2 separate regions of the Hordeum vulgare genome follow, and region 2 is linked to region 1. A link is a contact called in public Hi-C data. All regions are on one chromosome and are shown on one strand. The core of a region is the stretch at or near the end of the contact, and the rest is flanking DNA. Distances in the headings are between cores, read along the strand shown. Region 1 holds the start of LOC123407901 (DNA-directed RNA polymerase II subunit RPB1-like). Region 2 holds the start of LOC123408943 (oxysterol-binding protein-related protein 2A).

Region 1 (3,479 bases), core at 742-3,241:
GCGGTCATAAGTAGTCTTAGTATTGTACCTGGTATTGATATCCGGTTCCAACGCTTTAACATTTTTGCTTCAAACATTTCGAAATGACTTATAAAACTAATATCAAGCCCCAATATGGTTTCAGTACTATTATTTTTTGAGCTAACACAAAATACCCTCAAGAAACATGTTCATGCAAATTAAACTTCATCTTCCATGTCTCCTCATATTTACATAATTCCTATTATTATATCAAAGAAATGGATGGGCGCAGCAACGCGCGCCATCCATGATCTAGTTATAGGCAAAAAAATAGAACACGCTCCATCATCTCCCCCACCCGCCAAACTAAATATCCCATCAGTTCCAAAATATAAGGGTATTAGTTTTTTGAAAAGTTATAATTCTTTAATTTTGACAAATTTTAGGGCAAAAAATGTCGTCATCCACAATATTAAACAAAAAAGTATGGAGATTCATTTCATAATGAATCCAATTTGATATATTTCTCTACAAATTAGATCAAATTTAAAAAGTTTGACTTTTCAAAAAAGGAACACACCTTATATTCTGAAAGAGAGTGAATAGTTTTTTTAAGAAGTCAACAACACCAAAAACGTAGTAAAGTACACCCAACCCTTCTAGTAAAGATTATTTTTGCAACTAATGTTGTTTCCAAGACTAAGCACAATCAATGCTCTATTTCTAAAAACGGTTACAATTATCAATTAATGTTGTTTTCAAAATCACTTAGACGGGTCGTAATGGGAATATCATAGTTACTATCATGCATATCAACTATAGACAATTTTGATGATGTGATATAGAATTAAAAGAAGAAAGAAAAAGTTGAGTATCATATTATAATACTGTATCATAATAAATGCTATGTTAATATATGTCATGCATGATAATAAATAAAATACTACTCCATCCGTCCCCAAATAAGTGTCTCAACTTTGTACTAGTTCTAGTACAAAGTTATACTAAGTTGTGAGTAATATATGATACTAACATATGATACTATCATACACAAATATCATATGCATGATACTAGTATATGATATTCTCCATTACGACCAGCCTTAGAGCATCTCCAATAGCTTGTCTATATGAACGTCTATATTCGTTTTTAACGACGTGAGTCCGAAACAAGCGTCCAACAACTTGTCTATATGGTCGTCCAAACATGCGCATCCTCTAAATTGACCTCGACAATGTCCACACGTGGACAACGTGAATGCATCGTACAAACTCAACTACAATCATGATTTCTCCCTCTCTCTAATGAAGGCCCATAGGTCATGATCCGGTATATAAACGTTTTGGTGTAAAATTGGATGTATATATAAGAAAACTTTTTAGACCATTATCTATATGAATATATAGACATTCAAATGTATACATGATATTGGACATGCTCTTACAAATAATACAATTAATGGTGTTTTTAATTTATAAGTGATGTAATGGATGATTCATTGAAACGGCATGTGGTGTTAGATATAGGTGGTTGAATGGTTGTGATTATTTGGATTCACCCAACTCATGGTTTTATTGTGTTGCTGGCCGTCGCATGCAACACAATTTTTCTGTACAATGTGTCATCGTTGACCTCGACTTTATCATAAAGATAGGAACACCTGTTAAAATAAAATAAAATAAAGATTAGAACGTATAGACCGAAAAATAGCAAAACCACGACAATCGACGAGTCCACGGCCACTCTCAGGTTCTCGACAGTTCCGCATTGACCCGACGGAAACCCCGCCCAAAACTCTCATCTCCACCGTCCACTGCACATCCAGCGCTGCACTGCACTGGCACCATAGCCGCCTCACCGTGACTCCCTTCTTTCCTCCTTCCCCGCACCCGGTCCACCTACACCGCGTTTGCTACACTGTGATGAATCGATACACCGTCTCCACAGGTCCACGCGCCCACCGGCGCACTATAGCCCGACCGGCGCAGGATACGTCTATAAGTTAAGCCCCACCCTCGCCCAGTTCTCCTCTTTCTCAGACGCACTCTCTCCCGATCCCCTTTCCCCTCCCATTTCGCGGAGAAGGCGAGGACCGGTCGGATCGATCCCACTCGAGCTCGATTTTAGCCGCCCAAAAGTTTAGCGTGCCCCAGACAGTGACTGTCCGTGCGGCCCAGCCGCCCAGGCTTCGGGCGGCGGCGCGCTCGCGGTGGGCGGCGGGATCTGAGACCCAAACCCTAGGTGGCGCCGGCGCCGCCGTGGGGGTGAAATGGACGCGAGGTTCCCGTACTCGCCGGCCGAGGTGGCCAAGGTGCAGCTCGTGCAGTTCGGCATCCTCAGCCCGGATGAAATCGTAATACCTCGCCTCCCCCACCCCCACCGCCGCCTCTGTTTCGTTTCTCTTCTCTCTGCGTGGAGTTGAAGCTTGAGCTGGTTTGGGTGGGCTTGGCTAGCTTCCAGCTCTGGATGAACTGTCATCGGGTTGCTGGTTGTTAGCTTCAGTTCGATATGCGGTGTTGTTTGGGTAGCAAATTGGCCGAGCTTGATCTGACAAATATATGTTGAAGCTGATCCATTGTAACACACTGAACAATATATACTCTATATGCGTGTTGTTTGGTTGAGTGGGTGTTTTGCCAACTTGGGGAACTAGTTAAACTCTGAGCAAAATGATTGGTTGTAAGTCTCTAGTTCGGTTTGAGCTACAAGTTGTACTCCATGTAATACTATTCAAGTGGGATATTTGGCCGAGTTCAACTTCGCACTTGTATTATATGTACATCAAAGTTTTAACCAATCCAACAAAATGCAAATGTTCTCATTACTTGTGAGGCATTTGTGTTTGCTATGAGCTTGGCAGTTTGGTTGTGCTTAGCAGTTTGCACAGTTTGTTTATCATTACACATGATTTTACAGTGCTTTCGATTGGGTCATGTTCAATAGAAATTTTAATAAGGTTACACACATCCGGTTGCTCGTCTTGTACTACAAATTTGCAGAATATATCTAATAAGATGGATTTGAGATGGTTTAATAGTATGATTTGTTTAGTTCAAAAGACCATTGACCGTTGTAATGATGGTGGGAGGAGTGCCTCCTCATCTGGTCCGTATGGAGTGCCCAACGAAATGTGTATAATTGAATTGATAGATTTTGTGTTGCTTTGCTTTTTTTTTTTGTAGAGACAAATGTCAGTGGTGGTTATAGAGCATGCAGAGACTATGGAGAGGGGGAAGGCAAAGCCTGGGGGTTTGAGTGACCCTCGTTTGGGTACCATTGACCGGAAGATCAAGTGTGATACGTGTATGGCTGGGATGGCTGAGTGCCCTGGCCACTTTGGCCACCTTGAGCTTGCAAAGCCAATGTTTCACATTGGCTTCATCAAGACTGTACTCTCCATAATGCGCTGTGTGTGCTTCAACTGTTCCAAGATCCTGGCGGATGAGGTACGTGATCCCTCTGTCCGTCTGGTGTGCATTTTACTAGGTTGTTGTTTGGTGCATATCTAAGGTAAACT
Region 2 (3,777 bases), core at 825-3,324, 570 kb before region 1:
CATAGCACGTGAAGCAGTCCTGATCCCAATGACATGGTGTGCATGCCCCTTGCATATCGTGCAATAAGCAGGATCTATGTCCTTCTTGCCCACCCCACTTTTTACCCATGAGTTTGGCTTAGGCCCTGTTTGTTTCATAAGTCCTAAAACTTTTTTAAGTCCCAATTTATAAGTCATAAGTCCCTATCTGTTTGTTTACAGGGACTTATAAGTCTCGAGTCTCTATCTGTTTGTTTACACGGACTTATAAGTCCCATGTTGCACCTAATAAAATACACTTGTTCACATAACCCTTGTTCATACAAATGAATTGCAGAATAATGACAACCGAAATAACAATTGTTCATAACACTTGTTCATACAAACGAATTAACACTTGTTCATAAGAACCAAAATAAGAGAGAGTACATAACAACCGAGATAACAGAAATTACATAAGCGAAAAACACTTCTTCATATCATTGTTGTTTCAAGGACCACAACCCATCAGCGACCCAAGCTCTGAATTGATTCATAGCAGCACTGTCCATCTCATTTGTTGAATCATTTGTTGTAGTCGTTGGCATAGACAATGGTACATAATTTTCATCTTGATCACACAAGTCGAAATCTATATCGGCGAGTTGACTTTGTCTAATAAAATTGTGCAGTGCAATGCAAGCCACAATTATTTTGCTTTGTTTCTGTTGTGGATAACTAGGCGAGTGAAACAAAATCCTCCACTTGTTCTTCAGGACTCCAAAACACCTCTCGATGACATTTCTAAGTGAAGAATGGGTGAAATTGAAGTGTTCCTTTTTTCCTCTAGCCATTGTGCCATCACGGTACTCCTGGAAATGATAGGTTAAACCCTTGTATGATGAAAGATAACCCGGTCTATTTGGGTACCCTGAGTCCACAAGATAGAACTTATTAGGTGGAGGTTTTGGATCGTCATCAGCCATGGCGCGGTAACCTGCAGTCAATATGGATCGTCATCAGCCAAAATGTCAACAGGAAACTGGACATTTTTCAGTTGAACAACCAAAATGTCACCAGTTCTATCTTTTCAGTTATTATACAGGAAACGCAGCAAACTTGGCACGCAGCACACACCCAACAATACTACTGCTGAATTCTGTTTACCTCATCTACCGAGGGAACCAGCAACATGCACGAACCATGCGCCAGCGATGCAGAAACGGGGCGACGGGGGGAAGAACCAACGCAGAAACGGGGCGGCGGGGGGGGGGGGGGGGGGGGGGGGCGAACCGAGGCAGAAAACGGGACGACGGGGCGAGGGCGGCGACGGACCGGGCGGCGACGGGGCGGTGGGGCGGCGACCGGCGAGGGGTAGGGCGGTGCGAGCGACGAGGGGTAGGGCGACGGCCACTGGATCGATGCGGGAGACTTTTTCCGCGGGCCTAACCAGCAATAAGTCTCAATAAGCTTCTATTAGAGAGTCTTATTTGATAAGTCCCAAATCACCATAATAAGTCCCAATAAGTCCCTTGTGTTTGGTTTAGGTGGGACTTATAGGGACTTTTTTAAGTCCCAAAACCAATAAGTCTTTGGAAACAAACACCCTCTTAGTCACCTCCTAGCGGTGGCTACAATCCTTGTAATTTTCAGTATTGGGCCCTTCTTAATTCGCAGAATTGTAAAAACGGAAAAAATAAAAAAAATACTTCGTCTGTCTTAAAATAAATGATGCAAATTTAATATTAAATTAGTATAAATTTTATACTAAAGCAACGGCATTTATTTTAAGACAGAAGGAATATATATCTTTCACCCGTTTGGAATTACTTGTGTATTCATTTCTATCATTTCTGTGAAGTAATTATAGACAAGCGAGTAAATGATTTAAGTATATTTGATTGCATTACAGGAAAGAAAGAAACTTTTTAAAGAAACAAAAAACTTTTTAAAGAGGTTGGGGTCATGTTAGATATTTTACGGAATGTAGTAGTAGTACAAAGAAACATTAGTAAGTAATTAAGGAAGGTGAAAAGGAAGAAGAGAGCAGAGCACCCACCGAGATGGAGTGACCCACACATAAATAGCATCCAACCGCTCCTAAATTAAGCTAAGCGTCGCGTCCCGTCCCCCCCTCTCTCCCCTCCGCCGTCGTCGAGCCGTCGACGATGACGCACAGCAGCAGCCACCACCACCACCACCACGCGCTCTGCTGCCTCTCCTCCGCGCCGCCGCAGCCCGAAGCGCCGCCCACGCCGGCGCCCGAGCCCGCCGCGGCCACCGCTGCGCCGGGGCCGGGGTCGGTGGCGGTGGCCGGCGTGCTGCACAAGTGGACCAACTACGGCCGCGGGTGGCGGGAGCGCTGGTTCTCGCTCCGCGACGGGGTGCTCTCCTACTCCAAGATTCGGACCGACGCGGGGGGCGGGGAGGCGGCGGCGGCGGCGGGACGGATCGCCGACGACGGGGAGGTCAGGCTGATCGGCGGCGCGTCCGCGAGGATCGCTGGGGGGCGCCGCCCGGAGAAGCCCGTCGGAGTCGTGTGCCTCAAGGTCGGTGGTTGCCTTCTCTTCTCTCCTCGTGGCCTGTAGGCGTCCGTGTGCACCCGCCTCGTGGTGGGGCGGGGACGGGGACGGGGACGGGGGCAGATTCTATTTCCATTTCCTCTCCAGATTTCGCCTACACATTTCTGATCGATCGTTTCAACCCCCGTCTCTTACTCCATGCGATTTTCTTCTGAATTTCCTTGTGCTGACCCCTCTCGATCCAGTGCCTCGTTTGACGCATTGCATTGCGTCCCTGGATCAAATGCTCAGATTCCCCGAGGTTTATTAGTTAACCCGTACCCAGTTCTTGCATCGGCGAACGCGCTTTCGCCTTGTTTATGATGAAATGGTTGGTGGGAGAGCACGTCATAGCGCTGGATCGAGGTGACGTGATATTCCTTGTCATCTTGCCGGCGGTGCATCGTCGTACCAAACTATTCATCTCTCGTCCTTTCTCTTTGATGAAGTTTTCGATGTTCTTTCTCGTCGGTGCTTAAAAGAGGTGACCAGGGAATCAATCAAATCAAAATGCTTAAAAGGTCTTTTTGTTTTGTTGGTGATTTGAATGGACATTTTAAAGTTTTATATAATTAATAACAAGTTGGGTTTTATATTGCTTATGAGTATCAGAAGGTTGGATTTTATATTAACCAATCACCGTTTCCGTGGTCCAGTCAAGTGCCACGCGCAAATTCTTGTCCAAATTTAGCTTTATCTAGCTTAACCACAAATGAACGAAAAGGCCTTGCTATTTTTCTCTCCCTCAGGTGTAATCTCCCCCCAAAAAAAAAGAGACCACAGCTAGCCTCCTTTCTCTATCACGCAGCCACAGGCACATCTCTGGACATGGAGCCCTTGTACTTTCCACAGATTTGGTCAAATTCCTAAGGTTTGTTTGTCGCAGCTTCTGATAATGATGTCATTTGCTACCGCTGCCAAGACAATGAGGTTTAGCCGCTAGTCTGTGTCTAATTACTGTGCACGTTTTTTTTTAATAAGCGAAAAAAGAAAAGAAACTTTGATGGTAGGAGTGGTCCTGTCCATTAGTGACTCCAATCTCTGCGTGTTTAGGTTCCAGTGCACCTCCTAAGAGGAGGGAGTATATGCTCAGGGAATTTCTTGTTGCAGTTTTGAATTTTGCATTATTGACTTGGCTTGTACTGGTCCTGAGGGAGGTTTGCTTTTCCACGGGCCTTTTACTAGCTGCCGGCTGCTGCACCCGCACTAGTAGAAGTACCAGCTATAGCTAGCACCGGGTCTTTTCAATACAATTGGG

The links. Hi-C and Micro-C count contacts between places; a contact is called where the count stands out from the background.
Region 2: a Hi-C map of seedling shows a contact between it and region 1, with 7 times the contacts expected there. The contact joins the promoter of LOC123408943 here to the promoter of LOC123407901 in region 1. A contact is called at or near these places in 4 of 6 Hi-C or Micro-C datasets (leaf, seedling and an unstated tissue) and 1 of 1 datasets of contacts at active chromatin or transcription factors (embryo).

Annotation. Positions count from the first base shown.
Region 1 is chr7H:384,841,098-384,844,576 of MorexV3_pseudomolecules_assembly, reverse strand. It overlaps LOC123407901 (DNA-directed RNA polymerase II subunit RPB1-like), which reads left to right and starts at 1,991. Exons shown (of 14, transcript XM_045101142.1): 1 at 1,991-2,315; 2 at 3,145-3,408. The coding sequence starts at 2,232.
Region 2 is chr7H:385,408,361-385,412,137 of MorexV3_pseudomolecules_assembly, reverse strand. It overlaps LOC123408943 (oxysterol-binding protein-related protein 2A), which reads left to right and starts at 2,074. Exons shown (of 10, transcript XM_045101968.1): 1 at 2,074-2,507. The coding sequence starts at 2,127.